2 separate regions of the Ovis aries genome follow, and region 2 is linked to region 1. A link is a contact called in public Hi-C data. All regions are on one chromosome and are shown on one strand. The core of a region is the stretch at or near the end of the contact, and the rest is flanking DNA. Distances in the headings are between cores, read along the strand shown. Region 1 holds the start of CNTFR (ciliary neurotrophic factor receptor). Region 2 overlaps FAM219A (family with sequence similarity 219 member A).

The links. Hi-C and Micro-C count contacts between places; a contact is called where the count stands out from the background.
Region 2: a Hi-C map of tail adipose tissue shows a contact between it and region 1, with 2.8 times the contacts expected there. The contact joins the enhancer-like site here to the promoter of CNTFR in region 1. A contact is called at or near these places in 5 of 16 Hi-C or Micro-C datasets (blood, liver and tail adipose tissue).

What each region holds. Positions count from the first base shown.
Region 1 is chr2:36,972,138-36,980,059 of ARS-UI_Ramb_v3.0, forward strand. CNTFR (ciliary neurotrophic factor receptor) reads left to right here and starts at 3,938. Exons shown (of 13, transcript XM_060410884.1): 1 at 3,938-4,127.
Region 2 is chr2:37,133,974-37,141,895 of ARS-UI_Ramb_v3.0, forward strand. All of the region lies in intron 1 of FAM219A (family with sequence similarity 219 member A), which reads left to right. Among named protein-coding and RNA genes, the nearest start is that of FAM219A, 29 kb to the left of the region's middle. Within about 2 kb of position 3,913, at least 14 of the 54 cell types and tissues checked have an H3K27ac peak or open chromatin away from gene starts, as enhancers often do. A contact at or near this core is called in tail adipose tissue, where this site is marked.

The sequences.
Region 1 (7,922 bases), core at 2,688-5,187:
GGGGTGGTCTGCAGGGGGTGTTGTAAATGGGCCCTAGGTGGTGTCCCAGGGTGTTGAGTGAGTCATCTCTGGGGGGCTGAGCTGGACCCTGAGCGTGCTGGGGGGGCTGGTGCTCCAGGCCCCCCTCCCTGGCTCGGCCTGGGGCTATGTCGGATCGGGTTTCTCGGCGCCTGGAGCCTCCGCGAGGCCGAGCTGTTCCCGGGCCCCGGCCAAGCCGCCCCGGGCGCTGGCACTGTGTGAGGAAGCAGGAGGGGGGTGAGGGGGAGCAAGGGAGGGCTGCGAGGGCGTTTACGTAACTGCCTCTGGGAGCCCGCCCCGACCTGCCAAACCCCACTGTGGGACTTTGTGTGATTGAGAGCGTGTGTGACTGCGTGTGCGCCACGTGGTGTGACTGAGTACTTGGTTGTGTGGGTGACCGTGTCTATGTGTGGTGCGGTGTGTAAGTGTGTGATTCCAGGAGTTCGGTCCTTGAGACCTCTAACTCCCAGCCCCAGGCAGGGGTCCCGGACTCCCAGTGTGCCATAGTGAGGTTCAATATACACATTTCACTCTTTGAGACTAGGTATGTAACATGATGGGCTTTCCAGGTGGCGCTAGTGGTAAAGAACCTACCAGCCAATGCCGGAGACATCAGAGACCTGGGTTCGATCCCTGGGTCAGGAAGATCCGCTGCAGAAGGGCATGGCAACCCACTCCAGTATTCTTGTCTGGAGAATCCAATGGACAGAGGAGCCTAGTGGGCTACAGTCCTCGAGGTTGCAAAGAGTTGGACACGAAAAGAGTCACGACAGAGTGACTTAGCATGCACGGACATGTGATTTTAAATAAGGTGTGCCCAGCATTTGGAGGTAAGGCAGTCTGGGTGTGTATTTGTGATTTTGGGTAGCCAGGTATGTGCCCCAAGGTGGACCTTTCTGATGGTATAACAGGTTAGAAATAAGCACCATTTCCTGAAGGAGCACTGGAAAATGTAGATGGGGTGGGGGCTCTCTTTCCTTGAGGACAAAGGAATCGGAAAGGGTCCTTGCCACCCAAAGGCTTGGCATGGCACAGCTATCTCCAGGGAAAGGGGGGTGGATGGGAGGTGGTCCAAGTGTAGGTCAGGATGGAGGAGGGTGGAGCCAAAAGTTTTTCATGGTAGCCATAAAACTCTGAGGAGTTTTACAGAGTCAGGGAGAACCCCCACCTCCAATTTCCCAAGGCCTTCCAGAATGCTCAAATCTGTAATCCCCGTCTCTTGCAGAGCACTAGGGCTCTGAACTGGGGACGTTATTCCCTGCTGACCCATAGGAGAGGCAGATGGTGAAGATGGCGTGGGGTTGGGGGAGGGGGTCAGCAAAGTGGGATGTGGCTTAAGGATAAGTGGGCATGAAAGAGAAGGGGAATGATGTAGAGCTGGGGCTACCAGGGATAGGGACGCCTATTAAAGCCGGAGAGGAGACAGGTCCAGCTCCTGCAAGGGATTCGAAGAGCCACCGACGAGGCTCGGCTTTGCCGCCAGGGAGATATGGTAAAGGAGGGTTCAACACGGAGGCTTAGAAAGCTCAGAAGCTCGTTTGCAGACAGGGCACTGGAGCCAGCAGGAGCAGAAAAGCACGAGTAATCTGTTGCCCCAGCCGAGACGCAAGGCGAATCTCTTCTGGACCAGGTGGCAGGGGCAGGTGGGAGACAGGGGCCGCACCCTCGTTGCTCGTTTAGGAGGACGCTGCTGCCTCTTTGCCGGAGCTGCGGCTTGAGCGGGAACGCGCCTCCCGCACTGCTCGCCAGGTGTCGCTGCGGCCCTGGGGAAGCGGGCGCGGCCGCTGGGTACTGCGTCGCGAGAAGCTGCAGATAGACCGACGGTGGAATCCGTTTCGACGTGCGCCTCTGGTCCTCGCTAATCCTCGGAAACAGCGATTTACCTGGCTGCCGGACCCCGGTTACCCCGCCCGGTTAACAGCACCCGCGGGCTTGGGCACGACCTATGGCACCCCAGGGCCCCCAGGTGGGGAGGGCACGTTGGTCAGGGGCGGATCTCCCCTCCGATCTCAACCTGGCAGAAAGCTGCTGAGTCCAGGACACGGGAAGGTCTGGAGGTCAAGTCAGCCCACCAAGAACCCCTCAGATCTCGACGCCAGACTGCGCCTCGAGGGGAGGGGCGCCCCCCGCCTCAGCATCCAACCTCTCCCAGGCCTAGTTTCGGCACAGAAGGAGAGGCAATTCCTGACACCCCCCCCCCACCGCCGCCTCCCTCACCCCCAGATTCTGTCGCACCATTTCCACTCCTTCCCGGTGCCCACCACCCTGTCTCCGCCCGCGACGTGGGTACTTGAAGGCTCCTTATCCAGAGAGGCCAGATAGAAGACACCTACTGTGGGTGGGCGTGAGCTGATTTCGGCTGGAAGTCACTATTTCTCCGTGTGTCCCTAAGCCCCAGCTGGCCCTCTCTGAGCCCCAGCCCCGGCTGACCCCTGCTGGTTGCACTGATGGGATCCTGCGGCCACGGAAGTAAAAGTGAAAAGCCCGAGCAGTAGCAGGAAGGTTTTTTCCTCTGCAATGGGAGTCCCTGAGGCATTTGTTGGGAAAAGGGCCCGGGCGCTCTGGGCAGCCTACTAGGAAAGGGTGTGAGGAAGTAGCGAGATACTTCCTTCCCCCTCTTCCCCGCCCGCAAACCTCGCACAGCTCCCCGGAGGGGCCAGGCAGCTGGGATTATGGGTCAAAGGTCAGATGAAAAATCCAAGGGGTGGGGATGGGGGTGGGCCACTCGTTCTCCGCCCCCTGGCATTCACCCTTTCTGTGGCGCTCTCCTGTGGCCTCAGAAGTAGTCCGGTTGTCTAACCTGAATGCCTCCCTGTAATAGCCAGACCCCTAGGCCCCGGGGCGCGGGAAGTGAGCACACCAGCCCGCCAGAGGCCCAGGCTGCGAAAGGGAAGCTCGAGGGGTGAACCTCCAGCGCCCAACTCTGGCACTCGCGCTCTGGCACTGCCGACCCGGGCAAAAAGGGCGCACTCCCTACATCCCGCATCCCAGTGGCGGTCAATCCCAGGCTGTGTGTCCGGGGATGAGTTAGGTGATGGTGAAGGAGAGGGGAAAGGGGTAGTTGTGGTGTATCACCGGAAATTTGATGGGAGGGGAGGGCCTGGGTTTTCAGCCTGGTCCACTTCGGGTCGTGCGAGCAAACAGTCCCCCTTCCTTCGATGTGAGGGGTGTACGTGTCTAAGACTGGGAGAGGGGGCGTCGTTGCTGGGGGCGGTAGGAGATCTGGGAGGGGCGGAGGCGGCTGGCCTCTCCGGCCCAAAGTAGGGCCTGGGGGCTCCTGCTCCAGCTCTTCTCACGGAGATGCTGGCGGGAGGACCCTGAGAGTTGGCCCCGGGTGTGCCAGGGTGTCCGTGCGAGGCACTAAGGGCTCGAACTTGCGGGAGTGTGCGTCGCGGAGACCTGGCCAAGGCTGAGCGAACGAGGGAGTGTGAATGAGCGACCCTGGGGGATTGGATGCGCTCCCAGCGGCCCTGGGGAATCCGGCCGAGTGGGTGTGGGTGTGGGTGTGCGCGCGTTTCTGAGACCCGCGGTCCCGGCTGCGCGTGAAGCACGGGGACTACAGCCGTCTGGAGGGCGTTCCCGAGAGACGGTGAAGGCGAGGGGGCCACGCGTGCCAGTGCGGGCGAGTGTGCCCGCGGGGGGAGGGCGGGAGCCAGCCTGAGTGAGGGGGAGTGGGGTCTCACAGGCCTGCGCAGGATGACTGTGCCCGCGCGTGCCAGGAGCGGGAGCGTGCCACGGCGGGGGCGCGCGGGGGCCGTGGTCGGGAGGGGGTCGCGGCGCGCGGCCGCAGAGGCGCGGGGAGACAAGGAGGGAGGGGGAGGGGAGCGAGGGCGCGCGCGGCCGGGCGGGCGCCCGCGGTCACATGGGCGAAGGAAGGAGGGAGGGAGCGCGCGAGGGAGGGAGGAGGATGGGGGGGGTTAAAGCCGCCGAGCGCCGAGGAGCCGGTGCAGAGCGGGCGGCGGCGGCAGCGGAGGCGGCGGCTCCAGCCGGCGCAGCGCGGGGCTCGGCGGCGGGATCCGGCGGCGGTGCTAGCTCCGCGCTCCCTGCCTCTCTCCCTGCCGGAGGCGGTCGAAGAGCTAGGTGCGGAGCCCCGGCGGCCCGAGAGCGCGGTGAGTACCTCGCGCGGAGTGCGCGCGGCCGGACCCTCAAACCCTCAGGTTGACCGACAGATCCGCGGCCCTCGTGCGCGCGGGAAGAGGGAGGGGATGTGCATGGGCCCGAGACTGGGGTGGGGGGGACAAGAAAGTTCACGGGAAACTTTGCCCGTAAACTCGGGGGCGGGGGCGCAGAAGAAGCAGCCCCCCACGTCCGGGCGCGCCGGGGGTTGGGCGTGGTGGTGGTGGGGCGGACAGTCGGCCGGCGGGAGGTGGCAGGGATCGATTGCCCTAGCACCGGGTTCTCCCTGACCTCTCAACGTCGCGCGCAGGGTCTGGGAAAATTCCGGAGCTGGGGGGTCGTAGTGACCCCCGCGCGCCCAGAGGCGGCTTCCTTCTCCAGCAGAAATCTGGACTTGAAAGCGCCCAGGGGTGTGAACGGAAGGTTGCGCGTCCGCCAGTATATGGGTGTCCATGAGAATCCGCTTGTGTGTGTGTGTGTGTGTGTCGGCGCGAGCCTGCCTGTGGTTTCCTCGTGAGTCCGCCTGGATGTATCTCCGTTTAGTGGGTCTCCTCCAGAATCTCTTTGTAAGTGCTCCCGTGTTGTGTGTCCGTGTGAGTCCGCCTGCGGTGTATCCCCGCCTCTTTGTGAGTCTGCCGGTGTGTGTCTTCCCCTAGTGCGGCTCTGCTGGAGCCAGCCTGGGTGTCCCTGTGCTGCTCGGAGTAGTGTAGCACCCGGTGCGTGGGGGCTGGGCTGCGGGGAGGTCACCAGACGGACAGCTCTCCTCCTCGGCTCCGAGCCTCTCCTCTCCCAAGCCTCTCTTCCAGCGCTAGATCTCGCGCTCGCCCGCTCCCTTGGCCCCCTCCCCCCGTCAGTAGCTTCAGGCAGGCAGGACTATTTCACGCCTTGTTGAAAATTCAGGATTTTCTTTCTCTTTCCGTCTAGTCTCTCTCTTTTGAGAAGTGTCTGTGTGGCTGGCAGTGTTGTGTCTGCAACACTGGGTGTGTGTGTGCATGCCGCTGGAGAAGTGTGTCTGTAACGCTATTTGCTTTGCCTGTAGTACTTAATGTAATTGTGTCTGTGTCACTGGGGGTATTCCTGTGGCTGTAATCACGGAGGTGGTGGGTGTATGAAATGCTGGGTGTGTTTGTGCATCTGTAATTGCTGTTTGTTGGGGGGTCTGAAACACTGAGTGCATTTTTGTGTGTCTAACTCTGGGTATGATTGTGTACCAATGCATGTATGGGGATGATGGAGCTTGAACAATTAGATGTTTCTATGGCTGTATGGCTAGCCAGAGCTTGGTAGGTGGAGGGGACTGTGTCTCCATAGATTCTGCATACCTGTTCCACTGCCAAAATCCACACAGATCCTCTGGGCTGGTTCTTAGGGCTCCTGGTCGGGATTGGTGCCATGCAGCTCAGGTTCACTCACACTCCATCACGGTTGATACTCCGACTGGGACCCTGAGCCTTATGTGAAAAGTAGGAGTTTAAAGTTCACGTGCAAGACTTCTAGAGGCTCTGGAATTTATACTCAGCTTCGTACTGGGACAGTTAAACTCATATGGACTCACACTCAGAATTACCACAGGACGGTGGACTTCCACTCAGATTCACACTTATATTCTGGTCATATCCAGTGATATATTTCAGTCCTGGAGTTTACACTCAGACTCACATTGGGACTCTAGGCTCACACTCTAGATTCACATTTCTGTCCTGAGGCTCATAGGCTAATACTGAGACCTAGACCCCAAGCTCAGAACTCCCAGAGGTCCTAAGGCTCACACTGGGACTCACACTGGCACCATGGAGCTTTCTCAGATTCACACATTCTAGGGCTCACACCCAGACTCACTTGGGGAACCAGGGGTTCATTTGAGCTCAAGGACTCACATAGGACATTGGGTTTCATACATGCATGCTCACATCTTGGAGTTCACACTCAGATTCACACTAGGACACGCAAGATACTCACTTCCATCCTGGGATCACTTAGGGACCCATACTTATAAAGGGACCCCAGTGCTCATGCTCAGACTCACATGGGGAACCTTAGCTAACACTCAGAAAGCCCCGAAGACCAGGGGCTCACATGAACACTAGGACTCTTGCCTGTACTGACTTGTTTGGGAATCCTGGGGCTCACAGTTAGACTCCCATTTCAGCCCTGGGGCTTATAGTCATATGCACAATGAGACCAGCATTCACACTCAAACCTAAACTTCCATCTTGGTGTTCACACTCAGACTGACATCCCTGGTAGTTACATTAAACTTGCTTCCATCCTGGGGCTTAGATTCAGACCCCACGGCTCACATTCAGACTGGTACTTGCAACCTGAGGCTTTCATATTCACATGGAAACCCTGGGATTCACACTTAAAATCACACTAAGTTAGCTTTCCATTCTGGGACACTCAAACCCACATTAGGATTATGTTCACACTCCCAGGGGAACTTAGAACTCACAGTTCAACTCACCCATGCTTTCACTGGTTTATGGTATGTCTCGGGGCAGCTGGGGACCGGAACAGAGACTATTACAAGATCTGTGTTCTCCAGAGGTGGGGAGTGGAAGAGATATGTGTTTGGTCATGTCCATTACTTGGGTCGTGGGCTGGTGGAGAGTGGTGGGAAACACCCAGTTAAACCTTTCTGCCTGTTCTTCCAGAGGAGACTAGGCTCTCAATCACTCTCAGGACGGCTGAGTGGCTTTTTGGTTCAGGGGTGACATGTACCCTTAGGGTTCCCTATGAACCATGTACATGCACAGTTTTGTTCAGTAGTTTTGGGTACCTCTCCTGTGATAGAGAGGGTCAGGTATGGGGAAATAAGACTAATGTTTCCCAAGACATCGCCCCCATCCCAGTCATCCTTCAGATGGGAGCAGCGTGACGGCTGACTTGAGGGGGATAGACATCTGGCTTCTTTGACCTCTCCAAGATGGCGAATCTCTGATTCTGCGGGAGATGGTAGCCCCAGATCTGTGGTGAGAAGGTGGCTGGAGGAGAAGACTAGTGGAACACACCCTCTTCTCTCTCCTTTTCCCTGGCTGGAACGGGGTTGGGCCACGTTTTGTTATATCTCCCAGTGTCTCCTGGAATGCCTGAGTCCTCATCCTGTCTCCAGCATCTGCCTGGGGTTCTCCAGTCTGCCTCCCAAAAGAGCAGTAGTTCTTCGGGGGTGGGATGGGGTGGCAGTTGGGTCAGGTTGCAATCAGTCTTAGGACTCCACCTGCCTTGAAGACACTGCTCGGGGCTTTACACCCTTCTTTTTGTGGAGGCCAGTGCACCAGCACCCCACGAAGTAGGGATCTGGCTCTCAGGCTCAGATGGCTAGGCTGTAACTGCTCCTTGTCCCAGAGCAGGACACGTGCTCTCCAGCCCCCCTATGGGGGTGAAGGGCTTGAAGGCAAGGAGCCCTGCTCTGCCCCCCCATGGTGAGTTGAAGTGTAAATGAATCGGAAACAGATGGAGCGTATTTTCTTTGAAATGCAGATGGGTTGTGGGTGGGGGGGACCATGTGTGCCCGGTTGGGAGGGGGGTCCCAGAGAACTAGGAGGCTGAGAAGAGAGCTGACCCCTCCTCCAGACCCACCAAGGGATTGGGGGTGTGTCGGGGGAATACCTCAGCTGTGTAAACTCCAGTGGCCCTGGGTGACCACACCCATCCCAGACCCTAGCTTCCTGTGGGGGGGGGGCTGGGGAGGCCGTGGTCCCAGTGGGCTGAGGGCACTGAGGTCATCGCCCCTCTTTACCTCTGCAGAGGGCAAAGAGGGCCCCCAAAACATAGAGCCATGCTGGGTT
Region 2 (7,922 bases), core at 2,663-5,162, 160 kb after region 1:
ATCTGTGAAGCACAATAAAAGTGGTAAACCTGTATCACACTGGTGGGAGTGTTGACAATGGGGGAGGCTATGTATATGTGGAAGTAGGGGGGTATATAGAAAATCTCTGTGCCTTTCCCTCAATTTTACTGTGAACCTAAAAAAATTAATATTAATAATAACAATATAAAGATGCTATTTCTATCTCTTAGGACTATCAGAGATTAAGTGAGATAATATTAAATGGAAAGGCTTTGAAAGCATAAGTGCAATATACATATGAAAATATGTGTTTTTTTCTGAATTTAACCTTTTCTGATTTGTATTATAAACTCTGAAGTCATAAGCATGTCTCTAAATCTGTTTGCTGTGATAGAAAGATAAAGGAAAAAGAAGTGTGATAGGGAGATGTAGGAGAGATACTGAACAATCTCAAAAGGTCACTTTATTCTTAACCAGCCTAAGGAAGGGGGAGGGCAGAGGAGAGTAGAGACTCATTTTCTATCTTAACCTCTTCTGTATTGTTTTAATTTCCCCCATCAACGTGTATTACTTTTGTAAGTTAAAGAAACCAATAAAGTTTTTTTTTTAATGGCTTAAAATGATACACTAGTTAGGACCAGAGGCAGAAATAGGAAGTCATCTGCATATAGGGCTGACAGCTGGAACAAAGAGAACAAAGGATTTGGAAAGATGAGCAATTGGAGAAGCAGCCAGATTGGTAAAACGTTGTTACAACTATTGAATGTCAGGTCAAGGAGTTTTTAAGTGGTGGGAGCCATTGTAGGGTCTTGCACAAGGAAATGCTGTAATCAGAGCAGTGTTTAATTCCCAGAAGAGTAATTTAAGAGCAATGCACAGGGTAAGTTGGAAGAAGAAGAGACACATTGCGGTGATGAGTGGGTCACCAGTGTAGTGGGCCTGGAATAAGATGATAAGGACCTGAAGCAAGATGTTGGCTGAGAGAATGCTTTTATTAAAAAAAGATAAGTGTTAGATATTTTGAAGAAAGTGCTACCATAGGTTCATGATTAACTTGCCAGAAAGATAAAGGAAAAAGAAGTGGGTCAAAATGATCCCATAGACAGGTCAAAAAGACAGGAGCCTACTTGAAAGAGCTCCCAGTGGCCAAAACTGGAATAATTTGAGCAACAAAATAAATAACAATTGCATTGGATTATAACCGGCCCCAGGGATATTAATATACATAAATCCATACTGAAAAAAATAAATGACATAATATATAAACAAGTAAACTTAGAAGAAGGGACAAGTCTTTCCTTTCAGAAGAATTCCAATTTTTATGTAAAAAAAAGCTTATTAAAATTTAAAGTTTACATTTATTTATAGAAAGAATGAGGGAAATTTTAAAATAGCCATTAGAACATCATAATACATATTGCTGCTGGCAAGATCCACTGATTGCTAAAAACTAGTGGGTGAAACTTTAAGGAGAAGCAAGATATTTGCGTAGTCTATCGGAATCTCTCCCAAAATTTGTATTGTTTACTATGGTAGTTTTATGTTCATAAATTCTTTGATCCTCCTCCCTCTAAGAAGTAAAACTTAATTCCCCTGCCCTTGAGTGTGGCCTGAAGTTAGTGACTTGTTTTTAACTAATAGAATATAGTCAGAATAAGAGAAAAGTTATAACTTGATAGGGGAGAAATCTGGCAAACACTACCCTAAGTGATTAGTTAACATCACCAGCATGAAGTCATGTTCCCCTGATAACCTGTGGTGAGAAAGACACATCACCTATATAGTATTCTTCCAAGAAACCCCATAGCCTCAGTCTAATCATGAGAGAATGACAGATAAATAGAAATTGAGGGAACATTCTAGAAAATGCCTGACCTTTTCAGTCATTTCTACTTCTGAAAGTCAAGCAATGACTGAGAAACTCAGGTGACCATGGAGACATGTCAATGAATTGCAACATGGATCCTGGGACAGAAAAGGGGATATCAATGGAAAAACTGGAGAGATCGCACAGAGTCTGCAGTTTAGTGAACAGTATTGATTTAATCAATGTGCCATGGTTCTACAAGATGATAACATTAGGAAAACCTGGGTGAAAGGTATATGAATTTTCTCGGCACTGTCTTCATAACTTTCTGTAAACAAAACGATTTCAAAGCTAAAAGATTTTTTGAGCTTATTTAACTGGGAAAGTGGTTATGTATTAACAAAATAAGGGTAGTTAAAAGGAAGAACTAGCCTAGGGAGAGGGGTATGACATCAGTGAATCTAGTAGGCAGTTGGAAATGTGGGTCTGGAGCTTAAGAGAGCAGTCAGAGATATAAATTTGAGAATAAAACCCATCGAGAGATTGCTTGAAATAATAAGTTTATGTTACTATTGTATTTCCACATGCCAGGAGAGGCCATGTGGAAAGAAAGACAGCAGCCTTACTGAGAAAGTCATATATATCTGGAGCATGAGAGGAGGAGCCATGGGGAGGATGGTCAAAACAAATAGGGATAGAATATTTTTATACAAGCCAAGGGAAAACAGAATGTCTAGAAAGATCTGGTCAGCACTGCCCAAGATCACCTGAGAAAAGATGATTGGATTTTAACTGGGAAGTCAGTATCAGAACAGGAGAGGTGGGGGGAGCTCAGCCAGGACTCAGGCATCAAGGGAGCAGGCTCAACCGGGCAAATAGTCTTGTGTAGGTGCCAAGAGGAAGGAGCCCCTAGAGGAGAGTGGGACACTCCAGGGCAGAGGGGTAGAAAGTGCTGGCCAGAGCAAGTGGGCCAGCGGGCTGTGGCCTAAAGCTCAATAAGAGGAGAGGACCTTGACCTCTGATGGCAGGAAGCCCCTGCTGTCTCCTGGCTGCAGGACTCAGGCTGAAAGCTAGATGCCCTGGATCAATGACTGCTATTTACCTCCCTGAACTTGAAGGCCATTCTCTTTCCCAGGACCCAGCTTATCCCTACAGGAGCCTAGAAAGTTGGGCCAGACAGGAAATGAAGAAAACTGAACTTACTCATCTTCTCTTCAGCTTTTATCTGAGATGGAAAAGAATCTATGTTTTAAAACTAGGGCATTAAATAGTACTACAGAATGATTTCTATGAGGGTGTATGTATGTATGATAACAGCTACCCTTTATTGACTGCTTACCATATGTCAGGGCCTGTGCTAAGCACTTTATCCCATTTAATTCTTCCGACAACCCTGTGAGATGGGTACCATTACTTTTCCCATGTTGAAGATGAAAAACAGACCCAGAGATATAAGAAATTTGATTAAGGCCACACAGATAAGTAAATGACAGAGCTATTACTCATGCTTTTAACCACTGCACTCTACTGCCTCTTACTGACACTCACATGGGTGTACACACATACATGCACACACACACACACAAGGATCCAGGCTGTGTGCCAGGAGGTTTACATTGGATATAGCTCCAGATGATTGGATTAAGGGTGATGATTTTTTTTCTTTTTCTTTTCTGCTTATCTGGACTTTGTACAATGACTACAAATTCCTCTTGAGTTCCGAAAAAGAAAGAAGGACTTTATTTATTTAACTTTTGATGTTATTTGCCAAATTTCTGTAACGTCCAGGATGGGAACAAGGCAGGTGCACTCTGCTCAAGCGCAGACAACGGAGACTGCCTTTGCTGCAGCATACAGGCTCTGCAGTGACAGTACAGAGAATCTGGGATTTGTGTATATGCGTGTGTGTGTCAGCATGTGTGTGCAGCAGCCACTGAGGTGGAGGGAGGAGCCGCCAAGCTGTCTAGGGATGTGTCACGTGGAGAACTTTCTCCCTTCCCTCTGGCCACCTTGTCCCTAAGCCAGGCTCATTTGGTCCTGTGCTTCCACAGGGACTGGGAGATATTTTCTCACACACACACCAGTATCCTCAAACTCACCCCTTGTTGCAAAGCTGGCCAGGGAGTCAGGCTGCTGGCGTGAAGCCCAGTCTGCAGCCATAGAGAGTGATTAGAGTCATGCTGGAACTACTTCAGGCTGTGTGGGCCATGGGTCCAAGCAGGCAGTTGGTATCAGGGATAAGCAGAGAGCAGCCAGAAGCATTTAAGGTTTGCATTAACTGACAGGCAGGGCTCTTGTTCAAAGTCACCAAGGTCTTCAGGTGAAGGCAGTTCAGGACCCTGGACAGCTCCTAAAAGAGCCTGGTCCCTGCCAGGTCTGAAAAGTCTAGGTGCCTGAGTCCTTCAGGCACTTACTTATTTGATGCTGAGCAGCTTTCCTGTACATGTCTCTAGCTGTGAAAGGAGTCTGGCCTCTTCTCTTTCCAATATTAGTCCTATGGATCCAGGGACTCCCCCTTAATTCCTCCAGCCCCTGCCCCACCCCACATCACCCCCATACACATCTAGCCAGACTGAGCTCTCTGTTGAGGTCTCCATCACCGTGAAAGTGACATAAGCCTTCAGGACAAGCATGTCATATCCTGAGCTGTCCTTGATCAGGATATATTACCCTGTTACCTCTGGGCTGTACGACACTGAGTGAGTGGGGGTGTGGGAGTGGTAACAGTCTAATAGAACAAGAAGTGTTAAAAGAGCTTTTGTCTCTAATAGTCCTGTGCTCCCCTCTTCAGTCTGAGAGTAGAGGGTATGAGGCAGGGGAAACAGGGGAAGCACTGAACAGGTTTCAAGGTCTGAAGCTGGAACCTTTCATGAGCTCTCACTGCATCTTCACCCTGGCAGTGGGAAGACACTGGATTTAAAGACATCTCTTTTTAGGGAAGGGCATTGACATAGGTGGAGGGGGCAGCTGTAGCAAGTAGAAGCAGAAACAAAACAGCCTGTCACCCCAACTCTAGACATGCACATGGCCTCTAGGTAGAGGAGAGTTAAATCAGCCCTATAGGGAGGTCTCCTCCCTTATGCCTCAAGTCATTTAAAGGAGGGATGTGTGTGAGGTGTCTAGAAGGGCAGAGAAATCATAATCATCTACTAGGGGCTGGACTTTCTAGTTGAAATTCCTCCTCCACCTCCAGGCCTCTTATATGGGTAAATGAATCAGATACTGGCAAATGAGGTAACTGTGCACTTTAATTGCCTGGGCAGGTCAGGAGGGAAAGTCAGTCTGCCTGCACTTAGCCTGAGTGAAAACACTCGGGATCCAAACCCTACCACCAGCCCTGCTCTGGGCCTTGTGCAAGGCTCTCCTCCATTGCTCCCTCTATATCTCATAGGCTCCTGGGTCCCTGACTGAAGGCAGTGTCTGAGCCCCAGGGCCATTACATACCTTATCCTCAGAGAACTTGCTGGTCACGGAAGCAGGTGCTGTAGCAGTAGTGAAACCACTAGGTTCACTAGTGAAACCTGACTGAGAACTGCAGGGAGCTGCAGGCTCCCTCTCTTAGCACCAGGTAGTCATAATGGACCAGGGAGAGGCCGGGATGGGGAAGGAACATCCAGTGTTCGCTGAGGCCTGGGTGGACCTGGCAGAGTTTGGGCTGGAAGGACTAGGGCTAGTCCTCCTGGAGATGGGAGCATTAACAATGAAGCAACTGATTTATGGATAAAAAGAGGATCTGGATCCAGACCGTCCCCCAGCCTGGCCCCTCTCTTCTGCCTGGAAACCGTGTATTCTGCTTCCAGGAGAGACCCTTACTATGGAGCTAAACACAGGCCTTTGACACACAAGGAAGCCTGGAGAAGAAATGAGAGCAGATGAGGACTCTGCCAGATCCCAAGAGAGTTGTTTGTGTTGGGTTTTGTTCAAGTAGAACAGGCCTAACCTCAGCCAGGGCTTGCTTTTGGCTGTTCTCTCAGGGGCAAAGGCGCCCCATGTTTGCCTTCCTTACATCTGATGCTCTGTAGTCATTGTTTTCCTTAGGAGCAGTGATTATGTGACCACAAACCTTACTAAATTGAATACAATCCTGAGTATTCAGAAGAAGAAATAGTTCAGGACTCAGGGGAGGGAGCAGCTGGCTGGAAAGAAGGGCTCATGAATTCTGATCCCAGGGCTGCCATCTGGCATCGACCTGGGACAGCTCATTTACTCTCTGCCCTGGAGGCTCTTCCTAGAATCTCAGGGCCTGAATAAAAACAGACCTGTCTAGACTCTCAAAGTCAGTGCAATCCACAGGCCCTACTCTGCAGCCAGAGGCTGTGTTTGTGTTCAGGGAGATTTCTCATGTTTTTCTTTGCCATCTCCTTGCCCTGATGTCTGACTCCCAAGAGCTCCCCTGCCTTGGGTGGTTCATGCCTGGTACACATGACTGTAAGCCCCAGGTTGTCAGAAAGCACTCTGAACAGACGGAGGAGCAGAGCAGCGCCCCCCCCGCCCCCCCCCCCCGCCCCCCGCCGCCACCTCCCTCCAAAGGGCTTTCTGATGGTTGGGATGCCAGGCGGGTTCCCTCCCACTCCTCTGACACTTGACGGTAAGAGTTGGGCCTTACTCATATGGTGATAGGTGTGCTTATCTGCAAGCAGAATCTGAGCCTGGCCCTTGAGTCATGTAGAAAGCTGTGTCTGCTCAGCTGGGAATGATCAGTCTCCATGAGAAGGTGACTGAGAGTTGAGCTGCTGCTTCGACCATGAACCTTAAGTGAGTTTTTAACAAGGTCAAGCCTTGAAGTGAGCAAGTGAGTAAAGGTTTGGGGGATTCCTACTTTGGCTATTCGCCAAAATAACTTCCTGAAGGGGGGTCTTTCACCTACATAGATGAAGTGGTCCTACAAAAAGCACAGAATGCCACCTCTGTCTGAGGCACTATTAGACAAGGCCCTGGCACCACCTGGCAGGCCACCAGCCCTTTGCCACCTTTCTGTTACAGAAATATCCTTGCTGCAGCTTCAAACCAAATAGAAGCAACCTGCTTGTCTGCTATCAGATTATGTCTGTTCATTCTGCATGCTAGGCACTGGGAGGATATGGTGGAGGCTGGCATGGTCCCTGCTTTCCTAAAGATCTGTTAAGCAAATAAATTATACAAATAATCATTAGAGTAAAATTGGACAACTGCATGAAGGAAATGTATGGGGGAGGGACTAAGAGAGTATGTTGTAGAGGGACCTAATGTAGGTTCCCTGGTGTTCATGGGAAGCTACTTTAAAAAAAATAATTTTTAGTTGCACTGGGTTTTCCTTGCTATGCATGAGCTTTCTCTAGTTGCAGCAAGTGGGGGCTACTCTCTAGTTGGGGTGCCTGGGCTTCTCGCTGCAGTGGCTTCTCTTGTTGTGGAGGCAGGCTCTAGGGCATTCAGCCTTCAGTAACTGCAGGTCCCAGGCTTTAGAGCACAGCCTCAATAGTTGTTGCGAACAGGCTTAATTGCTCCACGGCTTGTGGGATCTTCCCAGACCAGGGATCAAACCTGTGTCCCCTGCATTGGCAGGGAGATTCTTAACCACTGGACCACCAAGGAAGTCCCAGGGAGCTACTTTTAAAGGGTGATGTGTCAACTGAGCCATGAAGGACAAGATCTAGCCAGAAGGGGGGCAGGAGCAGGATGGGGTGGGGTGGGGGTGGGGATCTTGGAGCTCCATTAGAAATAAAGAAGACCTGTGATGCCAAGTGTAGTAAGCCTGGGGAAAAGTGCCTGAGATGAGGTTGGGGAAACAGAAGGGAAGGCAAGTAACTGCTTCTTTGCCTTCATCCTGGTCTGAATAACTCCTTTCCAAAAAAAGTGGGAAGGGTAGTTGAGATCCACTCAAACTGCTATGGCATTCCCCCACAAGAGGCTGGTTCCATCTCCCTAGCAGGGCACACTCACAAGAACACTCAGGAGAGGCTCTCGCCTGGGGTTCACACGAATAGAGTGATCCTCACAGCCCAGAGGAGGTGGGAGAGAGGAAACAAGAAAGACTCAACACCTACATTGCCTACAAATCCTCTGTGTGTTTCTGCACGGCTTTGAACTATTTATTACTGTATGACAGAAGCCATTTCCCTATTTAGATGGTTCTGCTGGGAATTCCACACCATCACCCCCCTCTTGAGGACGGAGA